Linked DNA regions of Zea mays: region 2 is linked to region 1. The links are chromatin contacts, called in public Hi-C maps. All regions are on one chromosome and are shown on one strand. The core of a region is the stretch at or near the end of the contact, and the rest is flanking DNA. Distances in the headings are between cores, read along the strand shown.

The links. Hi-C and Micro-C count contacts between places; a contact is called where the count stands out from the background.
Region 2: a Hi-C map of endosperm shows a contact between it and region 1, with 2.1 times the contacts expected there. The contact joins the promoter of LOC100279762 here to the promoter of LOC100279368 in region 1. A contact is called at or near these places in 2 of 25 Hi-C or Micro-C datasets (ear and endosperm).

What each region holds. Positions count from the first base shown.
Region 1 is chr8:22,450,660-22,457,584 of Zm-B73-REFERENCE-NAM-5.0, reverse strand. LOC100279368 (Late embryogenesis abundant (LEA) hydroxyproline-rich glycoprotein family) reads left to right here and starts at 2,984. Exons shown (of 1, transcript NM_001152385.1): 1 at 2,984-4,355. The coding sequence starts at 3,174. The coding sequence ends at 4,022.
Region 2 is chr8:23,440,556-23,447,480 of Zm-B73-REFERENCE-NAM-5.0, reverse strand. It overlaps LOC100279762 (putative protein kinase superfamily protein), which reads left to right and starts at 2,812. Exons shown (of 4, transcript NM_001152720.1): 1 at 2,812-3,171; 2 at 4,126-5,444; 3 at 6,050-6,505; 4 at 6,623-6,925. The coding sequence starts at 4,464. The coding sequence ends at 6,871.

The sequences.
Region 1 (6,925 bases), core at 1,735-4,234:
GTTTTTCTAAATTAGGACCTACAAGTGTGTACGTGACGAACGTGCTGGACAGTGGGCCAGCTGAGTGCATGCTGCATGACAAGTGATGGGAGCAAATTAAAGAAGGCTTTGCGTGGCTGTTGCCTAGTGCACGCGGATGCATAGCTAGATCTTTGCAAGGACTAGGAGAAGGGAGGCATTCGTTCGAACTCGGGCTCAACCACACCACTTCCAAACTGCATACATTGTCTGTCTCAAAATATGGATAGAGTGGGCCATGCATGGCAGACGGCTGTAGACTTGCTAATTCTTAATTCATTGTGAGCTTGATCCTGGAAGTTTCTACACAGGGCTCCTATCACGTGTCGATACTGCTACTGCTATATATAGAGAGTTTGGTTGCCTGTATTTATGGGATACAATGAGCTGATGTTTGGTTGTTGTCAACCAGGCTCTACTCGTGTGAGGTGTATGTTTAGTTACCTTCGTGCAGATGTGAAGTCAGGCTCGCACGATACTCAAAGCACCCTGGACCAGTCTCTGCAGGTGCGAGTAAATTGGTCGCATCTCTAGAGTCAGGCTCCAGGTCAAGCACAACAGCCAGTAAATTTTCACTTCCTCTGTCTGCCAAATGTTTCCAAAAGCAGATTTGCACTTGTCGAGTTAAGTAAGTTTTAGAGCGTTTTTAGGGCTTGCTTGCCACTTATTCATATATTAATCCGCGGGAGACTCATACAAGATCAAAAAATCACACACAAGCCGATGTTACATGCTACATATCTCGGACTGTTACATGTCTATGACCTGTTTAGACACACATGACATGACTACATGAGCAATCTTATTCCAATTTCTTCTAATATGCTTAAACACAAATCTCGTGGAACCTAGGGTTCGAACCATCACGCGCTCTCCCTCCCACACTCAGGTTCTAACCATTGGAACACATATTTGTTTGTGTTATATAAAAAAATAGATATTGTAACAAATATTGTGAACGTAGAAATTGTAGTAACTCATAGGCAACTAACTACTAGGCTTCCTAAACGTTAGCCCGAGATCATCAATCTCTAACAAAAACCGGTCTAGCTATGGATCTATGTAGTTCCATCTTTTTTCCACAACAACATGTGCTCTAACACAGTATGTTTCCAACTAGCCTGTTGCAGACCAAACTATCTAGCCATCTTCATCTACAAAACATCTATACTAAATACGATGTTATGATTATTCGATCATAAAAGTCTTACTCTCTCTGTCCCAAATTATAATATGTTTGACTTTTTGTGCCGAGTATAATTGGCTCGTCTTATTCATTTTTTTGCGAAAAAGATGAAAAAATCAAATCCATACTTAAAATATATTATAAGCTAAACAATATCACAATAAAAAATAGTAATAAACATGATTTTTTTTGAATGATACGAGCCAGTCAAACTTATGTTAAAAAAGTCAAACGAATTATAAATTGGAACGGAGTGAGTACAAAAATTCTAATTCAAATAACTAAACTGTCGGATTAGTAGAAGCTCACTTAAATAATTCTAATTGGTAAGGTTACACAAACATATACAACTAGTACTCTAAGGACACCATAAACTCCTACACATAATAGTGAACGAAGCTAAGTCACCCTAGCACTACTCACTAACAAAACTACACAAGCTAAACTAGGGAACTACCGATTCTTAGCTATGCAAGCTAAGCAAGCAACTAGTTAAGTATAAAACTACAGCGAGGTTGTTCTTTTGAAAATACGACACATAATAAGGTAATTGAGTTTATTTCTGAGCATATCATACATAGATTCGGCATCCCTCAGACATATTAGTTGTTGATCATGGAATGTCAGTTGTATCCAAATAGATATGAAATTTTGCTTAATTATATAAAATCAAGTTGCTCAATGTATCTCCATATATACTATGCTCAAGCTTATTATATTAATAAGACTGATCAAACTTGCAAAAAAACAAAGATGATCTAAGGAGGTAATATGATGTTTTGTTTGAAGCTCTATGGACGTCTTGCGTGTTACTAAAGTTACTTTTTTTAAGCTAATATGTAGGTAAGAGAAAAAAAATATATGCATCCCAGAGGTAAAGAAACACCTCTACAGCCTCTCACATCCACCCGCCCACACGACAGAAACTAAAGCCCACCACTTAACTGCTTGGTTTTTTTCTTCTGTTCGTGTGGGTCTACAGGAGATGAATATGAAGAGCTCTAAAGATGTTTCTTTGCATTTGGGATACACATATTTTTTTTCGTAGGCAAGAGAACGTGTTACCCGTCCAAGTAAATTTAGATGCATTTAGACTTGCAAAAAAAAGTTGTATGCTATTATGTGTCATGATTTGATGATAGACGTATATCGATAAGGTAGAAAACAGGAAAATTACAACATCTTACACCGTCAACAGGTTCCATGCCAATTTCGTTCTATCCGAGGTCCGAGCCATCCAAAACGTGTCAAACAAAATGACTATCTTGCTTGAAACGAACAGTTTGCAGAGTTGTTCATGCTTCGCAAATGGCCTTTAGTTTAGCACACATTTTTTCTGAGGCAAGTTTCACCAAACCATTTTTTTTTCCCGACGATGTCTAAGTTGTACCAAACTACATTCCGACGATATTTTACCAACACTTGACAAGGCAAGGCATCAGAACTGAGTTGACTTGCCCAACAAAACCTGATGCTACTGCAGTACTACTAGTAGAATATATAAAGTGGTAGTAGAAAATACAGTGATTAACCTGCAGATTGATCCTTGATTAGCAAAATAGCACTAGCGTCGCTCCCACTCCCAGGCTCCCAGCAGAGAAAAAAAAATTCCCGGGAAAAATACCCGCCACCAATCAGTTGAGGAGGTGAAGCAAGAAGGGGAGGGGAGGACAGGGAAAAGCGTCAGCAACAGCAAGCCGGCAACAAATGATTTGGTGAGGCCGAACCATCCGTGAGGTGCCCTGTCCGGCTGTCCCTTTTCCCTCACCTTCTCCACCTGACCTCCCTCCTCGTCTTCCCTTCCGGCCTTCCCTCCCCCTCGCGCCTATAGATCTCTCTCCTCCGTTACACCTCACAGCCAAGCTCACGGAGTCGCAGTGCCACCGAGGCTTCCAAGAACCACCCCCGCCTGCCTGCGGAGCTCGGCCGTCCCCTGCGCTGCGGAGCGGGAGCGGGAGCGGCGGCGACAATGTCCTCCAACGGCAAGCCCACCCCACAGCCCGCGGCGGCCAGCGCCGGCGCCGGTGGCCCGCCGAAGATGTACCAACGACCCATCTACCGGCCGCAGCAGGCGCCCGCGAAGCGCCGGCGCGGGGGGCGGTCGTGCCCGTTCAGCTGCTGCTGCTGCTTCTGCTGGACGCTCCTCGTCGTCGTCCTCCTCGCCGTCCTGGCCGCCGTGGCCGGGGGCGCCTTCTACCTGCTGTACCGGCCGCACCGGCCGGCCTTCACGCTGACCGCGGCGCGCGTGACGAGGCTGAGCCTGTCGTCGTCCGCCACCGCGCCCGCGCTGAGCGACGCCATCGACGTGACGCTGACCGCCAGGAACCCCAACAAGAAGCTGGTGTACGTCTACGACGACTTCGCCGTGACGGCCGCCACGGCCGCCAACGCCGTGCCGCTGGGCGCGGCCACCGCGCCCGGGTTCGCGCACGAGGCCGGCAACGTCACCGTCATCCGGGCCACCGTCTCCGCGTCCGCGCTCGCGGTCGACCCCGCCGCGGCCGGCTCCGACGTCAAGAGGTCCGGCGAGTTCCCCATCGTCCTGGACCTGGAGACCAGGGCCGGCGTCCGGGTTGGCGCGCTCAGGACCAAGAAGATCGGCATCCTGGTGCACTGCGACGGCGTCAAGGTGGCCGCGCCCGCGCCCGCGCCGGCCAAGAAGACGAAGAAGCTGGCGAAGGCCGCGGCCGACACCCCAGCCCCCGCCGCCGCGGCCGTCGACGACGCGCCGGCGCCGCCCGCCGCGTCGGCCACGGCCACCGTCGCTCGCGCGTGCCAGGTCAGGGTCCGCGTCAAGATCTGGAAGTGGACCTTCTAGCCACGTCGTCGTCGCCAGCCTCCGAGGGGCCGCATTGCAAAATTTTTCGGGTGAAAGGGAAAAAGGTTGCTTTGCTTTGCTTTGCTTTGCAACACCGGGTGAAGTTTCTCCAGTCAGTCCAGTAGGAGGGAAAGCAAGGGAAACAGAATTCGAATCAAATGCCGGCCGCTGTAAATTTTTTTCCGTGTTTAATTGAATTTTACCAAATTCGGCGGGGAGGGAAGGAGAAGGAGAGGTCGGAGGAGCGGCAAGGCAGGAAGTGACGTGCCGTGTGCATTCTGTTCTGCAGTGTGAGGCTTGAACGATTTGTTTTCTCTCTCTCTCTTTCTCTTTATCGCTTTGTGTAGTGCCATTTTTTTAAATTTTTTCACGCATCTTCTTGTTGGTAGCGCAAGTACGATTTGGTGGTCTCTTACTTTTAACCATGTAATCCAAAAGTGTCTGGAATGTATAATTGGTAGTGACATGAAGTGTAGTACTGTACTCTCTCCGTTTTTTGTGCTGTGTGCTAATTTTATTCAATTTGCATCTGCGGATGAAGTGACCCAAAGCTCTGTTTTGGATTTGTAATTAACCGGGAGGGGTGTCGGTGAGCCCTGATGTCGAGGGTGTCTGACAAATTCTAGTCGTGAAAAAGGAAAAACGAAGATGCTAATATGGCGCTGCCTTTTTCATGTGAAGGACAGTAGGACACTCGAGGCTGAGGCGAAGGTGCTGCCAGTTGGATCGGAGTGACGCCAGCGTGACGTAGTGAGTTCTGGAATGGGGGAAAAAGGGCAAAGGAGGACCAGGGCCAAGTAGCAGCATGTTCTCAGGGCTCATTGTGTGATTACTGCTACTCCCTCTGTTTTATTTTAATTGTCGTTGGATAGTGCAAAATTAAACTATTCAGCGACAACTAAAAACAAATAGAAGAAGTACTATACTACTCCTACTAGTAGCAATTTTGTAGTTAAAGAGTGTCAACAAGGAGGAGCGTGGGTTGGTTAATCGGGATCGGCGAGCCATTAACAAAAGGTCAACCTGCACTGCACTCATTAAAGCGGCCTGCGTCGTCTTTCCCCAGCACGCCCCAAATGACCAAAAGCAAAAGGCTGTGCAGCGATCTGCAAAGACTGTCGGGGACGCCCCTCACTGCATCATCAGATCAGACACCAGTGTTGCATTGCATGGCTGCAAGCCCAGTGCTAATCATGTGAGGCCTGGAGAGACGGAGGAGACGAGCACAGCGGACAGCGGTGGTAGCTGGGGATGGATGCTTGGAGTGGTCGCCATCACTAGCTAGCTTGACAGCAGCCGCACGGCGGCGGCACTGGGAACGGACGACGACGGCCTGTTGCCTGCATGTTGGCCGGACGGTGAGAAGTCCGCTTCGGAGATTAGCTGGAGTGCTAGCTGTTGTGTGACGACTGACAGTGCCAGCCTTTTCTTAATTGATTAACGAAAGAGAAGGATCCCTTGTTTCCTCGTGTTACGCTGACGAGGAACCGTAGCTTGCACATGGAAGAAGAACCCAATCTGGTATATCAATTTGCCGGCATATAGCATAAGAGCTAACAGGAATAGTCCTCCCTCCGTTTCGTTTTAGTTGTCACCGCTAGTGCAAAACAAAACGAGTCATAATAGTTGTCGCTCTAGTTGAAGTAAAAAGTAAACTACCATTTTTGCATCTTGCAGCAGGTGTTTAAGTTGGACGAAATGCCAAGACCTAAGTCGAAGCTTGTGGGAGGACAAAATCATCAATACATAGGTTCCTTATTCTGCACGAAGCTGTTGAAAATGACTTGTAAAACGAAACAGAGTGAGTATAAGATAGTGGTCAGCATGCTTAAATCTATGCTTGTTTTACATTTTGAGTGATCGAAATATTAGAACTCGAGACTTTTTATACCCACGGATGGATAGGGGTAGTCTCATGAGTAGATTTTTTAAGGCTTTGACCTCCCTGGTTAGGGCTAGTTTGGGAACTCAAATTCTCTTTGGGATTAGAGGGGATTGTTCGATTAGAGGTGGGTTGGAGGAGATTAAATCTATTTGTAATTAGAATTGAATAAAAGGAATTTAATGTCCCTCGATACCCTTTAATCCGGCTGAAACTGAACAAGGTCTAAGACTTATTTAGTTGTGTCTAGATCCAAGAAGATCGAGAGCATGTTCGTTCGAATTGATTATCTAAATTTATATAAGATCTCATCAGGTGGAATAAATCTTAGACCCAATCCAGAACAATCAAACAGGTCCTGAGGAGAATTAAATCTAGTTTTATTCAATTTTGACTAGAGATAGATTTAAGACTTATTTCGTTTCGATCCGCTGGCGCTGGGCTTGCCATGCCAAGCACAGCGCGCGGCTCTCGGCTTGTGCGCGAGACGGTAGATGTGAAGCGTAAAAGCGAGTTCGAGTGTCCTCGCACAGCGCGGAAAAAGAAGAGAAGAATTCGGCCGCGGGAAGTAAATAAAGCAAAGCGAACGACGACAAAAAAACAAAGAAGAAAAGAAGCGCCGTGTGGCATCTGGCATGGCACCGGCGAGTTCCTCCGTGGCTCCGTCCGCTCTACTCGTATGTATCTATCTCTCACTGGCGAGCGGGCCCCTGAACCCGAAGAAGGAACAAGAAGCAGAAAGAAAGAGAGAAAGGTGCGGCGCGGGTTCCCAAAGCCAAAGCGCTAGCTAGCGGACGAGACGGGCATGATGGGGAGCGTCCGTTCCCCATCCCACGTCGCGTACGCGCGGATCCGACGGCACGGGGCGCGCAGGCACGTCGCGGCCCCCGACCCGTCCCCCCGCCGTAGCCCGTAGGCAGTAGAGCCGTGGGGTGTGAGACCGTGTGGCTGGACGCAGGTGGTGGCTTGGCTCGCTGCCTGGCTGTGGCTGGACGCTTGTACAGTGGAGTGAGAACCCGCC
Region 2 (6,925 bases), core at 1,563-4,062, 990 kb before region 1:
GTTATCTAAGGTTGTTAAATTTGCTTGTTTTTGAAACGTTTCGACTAAAAAGTTAGAACAACTTATAATTTGGTGAAACGGAGGTAAGTTTGCTTCACCACCTAGAAACCGTGTGAAAAAAAAAATTTCAAATTTCAATTTGGATCAAACTTTGTTGGGCTATAGATGTTAGATACCCATCAAATCTCTATAATGCTAGATTTTTAGATTAACTTTGTGTTTCTTTGTGCTAGTACTGTCGTATCCTGAGGATCAAGCAAACTGACACTAGTAGCTATCCCTACTAATCGCTCAAATATAATAGCATTATATGAAGGTGCATGAGGATGTGTTTGGCTACGACGGATCACTAATCATATTCATAAATCTTATGGTTTTGACACCACAAATAATTTCATAATTATCTATAAAGGTAAGTGACATGTATTGCACAAATAGAGACGAGCTATATTAAGAGTAATATGGCTAAGTATATTTCCCCTAAAACTTTCTATCCTCACTACTCCATAATGAGGTTGAGATAAAAAAATCTTGCAATCTAAGTCTTATAATAAAATGTCTGATTTGTTTGTCAAACATTTACGTACACCTACAATCTTATTCAAAAGATATGTTCAAGATATAGGAATAATACACTTAAGAAACGTGTAGGGCTCAGGGGGAAACACTTTTGAATGTTATCCCTTACTATTCAACCCTGAAGATCGTAAGCTATGCAACTCTGAAGGTTCTAGTTGTCTTGAAAACAATCATTGTTCTTTTTTATTATTCTGAGTTTTCATGAAGTTTCCACACATATGGTTTTTGACGAGGCAATAAGGACAATATGTAAAAGCGATATTATACGCTATTTCTCTCCAGTTTTCTTGTCACTAGTATTTTTGTAGTTTTAACGAGATATGAGTTCGTTGTGGTATTCATCTATGAGAAAATGCTAGAAAACCCTGCGAAAGATTAGTGGGCTAATACCAAATATACTCTTAAGAGTTCTATCGTTCTATATAATAAAATTGTGCACCCTAATAATGAATAAAAAGAGATCATCCAATATTGTGTCTTGTCTCTTTATGTTTGCGTCCTTGTAGGAAAAAAAAACGAGAAACGAGTCCATCTATATCCTCCTTATGTCATTTTATTATTGATAGAAGGATTTAGGATTTATATCTGAAATCTACATATAATAACTGAGTTGTAGCTAAGTGGTAGGCTCGGTGATTACGAGCTGACCGGTCCAAAACTGAAAATAATCTCCGTTCCTCGTCTCAGGCCCGTCTCCGACGCTTCTGAACCTCAAATGGCAGTAGCATCTCACTTGCCACAGGATTTCCATCCTCTGAAACTGTCAATGATATACATCGTCCAATTCCGAAACTGTGGATTCTTCAGGATCATAAGCAGACATAAATAATCACATATATAAACAAACAGCAGCAGTGGCCAGTGGTTCCCCTCTTTCGTTGTCCTCATGCATGTGACAGAGTGTGAGCTAGGGGAAAGCCGAAGTCAAACGAACTTCGGTGGAATGGACCTTGTGGCTGGCGTCAACGAACGGTGCTGCTAGCTAGCGTGGTGCAGCAGGAATCTTGGGGACTGCTGAACTCGTCCACCCCCGGCTGCGAGTCCCAACAGTTTTGGGATCCCTACGCTTAAGCATGTGATGGAGGAATTAATTAGAGCATGATGAGATGCGATTGGGATCGAGTCAAACAGAGTTGCTGCTTCACTTTGCAGAATCACTTTCTACGCACACACAAAAAGATAGTTCCCCTTCAAGATGACCTAATGGTAAACACGAGTATACACATTACTAGGAGTTGGGAAAATTGTCAAAAGAAGAAAAAAAAAAGATCTAAGGGCTAGTTTGGAAACACTAATTTTCCATGGGATTTTCATTTTCCCAAGGGAAAATGAACTAATTTCCCTTGGGAAAATGAAAATCCCATGGGAAATTAGTGTTCCCAAACTAGCCCTAAGGCTGCTTCTAATCCCGTAGGTGGCCCCGTTTGATTAGAGGGACTAATCTGTTTGTCCCTAGTTTGACAAACAGAAGGATTAAATCATGAACTAATTAGCTTCAGTTTCTAGTCTCTCATATGAGTGCTAAAAGGGACTAAAGAGCAATATTTACTCCAATTATTCTTGCCTAAAAAACTAGCGTGAAACAAGAAAAGGGTATTTCAGTATTTATGTATTGCATTTAATATATTTAGAATATGTTTAGTCCCTATAACCAAATAGGGTATGGACTAAAGTTTAGTATATATACTAACATTTAGTACTAGGACTAATGAAATTAAACGGGGCCTATATCTACCGTTGTATATGCTATCAGCCGTATTATTGACTCTACTATCGACCATTACCAATCTTTATATAACGCGACGCTCCAGTGTGCAAGCTTTATTATTGGTTAACAACCACCTCATTACCATGTTAGCTTCTTTTTACAGACTTTTAGTTGACATAAAACACGCCATTTTAATGAAACTTAATTAAACAAATAAAAACTACATAGTTCATAAAATATAAAATAAAAATCTATAATTTATAAATAAAATTTTATAACTTAAACATAAATACATAATCTCTGTTGAAGGAGGCTTTTAATATTATGGTTCTATATTTTAAAAATGCAACTCTATTAGATAATCTTATAATTGGAAAACCGAGCCTGATTCAAGGGCTCAGGGTTTAAACAGGCTCCAACTGTGGTATCCGTATTTACGCTGACGGGCCCAGCAAGAGAAGAAAGGAAACCATAAACCTGCGGCTCCATCGAACTCTGCAGCCAGCCTGCGTGCGCCGCCCTAGCTTCCGTCGTCGTCATCTTCTTCGTCGGAGCCTCGGAGGATACGAGGGGCCCCTGCGCTTCGCTACATTCTCAACGAAGCCCCTCTCGCAGCGGGCAGAGGCCGTACGGCGGTGCGTACCCCACCGGCACGGGGCCGCGTTTGCAGGGTGCCGCCGTACTACCACACAAGGCGCCCTTATTTTTCCCTTGTGCGCGCCCGCAATGCGCTCTTGAGATCCCCGGCTCCTCCTCCTCGGTCTGCTTCTCCTGCTCCGGCTGCTGGCCCTGGCCACCTACCCGGAGCGGGAAGAGCGGCGGGAGCCCTGCATTTTGTTCCGGTTCTCCGCGTGCCTCATCCGCCCGCCCGCGATCCCCGGGAGGTTAGTTTCTCAGCTCCGATTTTTTGTTTTGTGGTGCCAGCTCGAAAGATTTTCCTTTTTGTGTGTGGTTCCTTCCAGGACTAGTGCCAGCTTACCTCTCGGGGTGGGCGGGTTTTGGTCGATTTCCTTCTCAAAAGGCAAGTCCTATGGACGAGGATTCATCGTCCCTTCGCGATCTTGTTGTTGTTGCTTGGCTTGGCTGTTATTAAAGTTTCTACCTTTGAGCCCCAGATTGGTTTTGCTTGTGGTGGGCAAGCGCATCTATACACACTCCTCGCTTTTCGACGCCATCGACGCGCAACTCCGTTTGAGGTTTGCGTTCCGTTCGTGCTTTCGATCGCCAGCAAGTATCATCACTCTTCATTTTCGATAGATTAGATTGAAATAGTTTTGATTTGCGTGTCGATTTTACATTGGGGTGAGGCATGTCTCAGGCTTTTAGAAGCCGCAATCCCCTTTTGACTGAATGCTACTTTTGGATAAGAAGACGTCCTTTGTTTGTGCATTTGTTTTCTTCGCAAGCATTTACTGCTGCAATTGCTCACTGTTTGATGCGGCGACCCATGGAAAGTCGCAAGGATAAACCTGACAACGATAGATCTATTGTACGCAGTCTGGCGATTGGTCAATCGCAGACGTCGTGCTTGGGCCGGTCATCCTCATGCTGTTGCAGTTCCTCATGTTTCAACGCGTACTATATACTATTTGTCAAAAACCGTGCGTCTGCAACCCGTTTCACACCTGTTTTTTTGGGGACGCCCAGTGACAATAGAAACTAGAAAGAGTCAACAGCCCGCAATTTTGAATTATTGGTGTCTATTATTTTGAATCGTGTATTGGATACTTGCTACCGTTGAACTAGCCATTTTTCTAGTGCAATGATTGCCAATATATTAGTTGCCGTTGCTCAACAGATTCTGTTAACAATTTTGCCTCCCTATTGCTGTATTTTAGGACTCTTGGGAAGCCCTCCCTGTACGTGACTACTGGGACCTCCACCAAGCTCTTCAAGTTCCAGGATCAGTTCCTCTGTATTGGGCAATCTCTAGACCTCTGTAGATTATCAGCCTGATTCACAACTTGTTGCAGGTGCAAGAATTCGACTGCAGATTTTAATCGTGATTGACACGATTCCTGGTTTGAGGGCATCTGTTGGTGTTTCGAGCTAACAGGCTCCTTTCTCCCTGCTCGAAGTTTCACTTACTTCAACATGTGGTTTCTATGGATCCAGACTTCCAAAGTTGGAATCTGATCACTCGCGTCAGTGCTTCTCAGCTCCCTTGTTTGCCGTTATGGAGGAGCAGAACTCGTGGCTCAGGACCAAGTTCTCCAATACTGTCTATGCTAGGGTGGATCCCCGGAGAGTACCTGTTGCTCCGCTTAGCAAGGATGTTGAGCGGAAACTGCACAAATTCTTCAAGATGAAGAAGACTGTATCGATGCCTGTTGATCGGGATGATGGAGACACAGGGACTGCATTCAAGCACTGTGCTAGCTTGCCGCTAGTTCGATCCCAGCCTCAGCTTGACAGGGAAAAGGTCAACAAGCCCGAGAGGGCGAGCCTGGAGATTCCTTCAAGCTCCCAGATGATCTCAGAGAGTTGCAAGACTCCAAAAGCAAGGAGCCTGGTCAAGACCCCAAGTTCGATGATGCTCCTGAGCTACTTGAACAAGTCACCGTCAAATCAAGGGCATAGTTCTCACAAGGCTTATGGATCCAGACCGAGATCGAAGTCCCCCCTTCCTAGTATTGTGCCTTCCGAAGTGTTTAGGGAAGCAAAGTCTAGCAGCCAGAGGTTTGCAAGCCCTCCTCCACAGCGAGGAGGATCTGCAAAGAGTATATATGGCAAGTCATTTGGTAGGCAGGTCTCTGATATGGGTCAAAGTCCTAGATGGCGCTCAACTCCAGTTGTATCTGGTAAGCACAAGTCTCAAAAGGATAATGCTTGGACAAGGAAATACAGTGGTGGAAGGAGGGTTAGTGCAGTGAACCCTGCTGATGATCGAAGGGCACAGATGGTTAGAATGAACCAGGCAGTGCAGACGACAGTTGATTGGACACTCGATCCGTCCAAGCTGCTCGTGGGGCACAGGTTTGCTAGTGGAGCATATAGCCGGCTGTACAGGGGGTACTATGATGATAATCCAGTTGCGATCAAATTTATCCGCCAACCCGATGATGACGACAATGGGAAGATGGCTGCAATGCTTGAGAAGCAGTATAACAGTGAGATCAATTCATTATCTCACCTGTACCACAAGAATGTGATCAAGGTAACAGTTAACAAGCATGCAATCAGTTTTGTCGATTACTGCATCGTGTTCTTAGGCCCTGCTTGGAACCCCTAGAGCTAATAGTTAGCCAGCTAATAAATTATTAGCTAGGTTAAGCCAGCTAATGAACTAATTGTTAGTTGTGAGGTAGCTAACAATTAGCTGCAGTATTAGCTGATGGTGTTTGGAACCTAACAACTAAATTTTTAGTAGCTAACTATTAGTTTTAGAGGTTTCAAACAGGGCCTTAGTCTTATGTCTCCTGCAAAATGGTTATATACAAGCGCATGTGCTGATTTTACATTACATTCTTATAGCCATTATTGATATCAGTTTAAATTAATGCTACTGATTATGGCTTGTGAAGTTGCCTCTGCTGTTTTTATAAACAAATTAAACTGGTGTTACCATTCTTAGGAACATTGAAACTGCTGTGTTAGTGCACTCTACTGCTCAGAGTATTTATCAATAAGTTTCTCTTTGTATGGATTGTTTGTAATGAGTTGAGCTTACCAATTACGCATAACACATTTCAACTGCATGTAGTGTCGATTGCTTTGCAATGCAACCACCTTTCTCTGATCATTTTTTTTCTGCTAATGCAGCTTGTAGCAGCCTACAAATGCCCACCAGTTTTTTACATTATTACCGAGTTCCTTCCTGGAGGCTCAATAAGGTCATACCTAAACAATCCAGAGAACCACCCCATCCCTCTAGAGAGAACCATATCCATCGCTCTGGATGTCGCTCGTGGCTTGGAGTACATACATTCTCAGGGGATCGTTCACCGTGACATCAAGCCCGAGAACATTCTCTTCGACGAGAACCTCTGCGTGAAGATCGCTGATTTCGGCATTGCCTGCCAGGAGGCCTTATGCGATGTGCTCGTGGAGGACGAAGGCACTTACAGGTGGATGGCGCCCGAGATGATCAAGCAGAAGGCGTACAACCGAAAGGTCGACGTCTACAGCTTCGGACTGCTCTTGTGGGAGATGGTGTCCGGTAGAATCCCTTACGAGAACCTGACCCCTTACCAGGTGGCTTACGCAGTAGCCAACAGGGTAATGGTTTCTTTCTTGCTCTGATTACTTACAACTAAAAGTGAATTTCTTCGCGCAGTGACTGTCTGTTGTGGCGAATATATCTCTTACGTGGTGATTGATTGTTTTTTTCCCCAGAAATTGACGCCAACAATTTCCCCAGAATGTCCACCGGCCCTCAGATCCCTGATTGAGGAGTGCTGCGCCTTGCGGCCTGACAAGAGGCCCGACTTCTGGCAGATCGTGAAAGTGCTGGAACAGTTCCACTCCGTTCTCTTGCAGGGTGGCTGCCTCGACATACCGAAGAGCGGCCCCGGCACCTGCCAGGATCCCAAGAAGCGGCTCATGCGGTGGATTCAGAAACTGAAGCCGAAGCATAGCGCCTGAATAACTAAACTCTTATAGTTGTAGCATCGTTGCAGCCGCAGTTTTTGTCAGGTT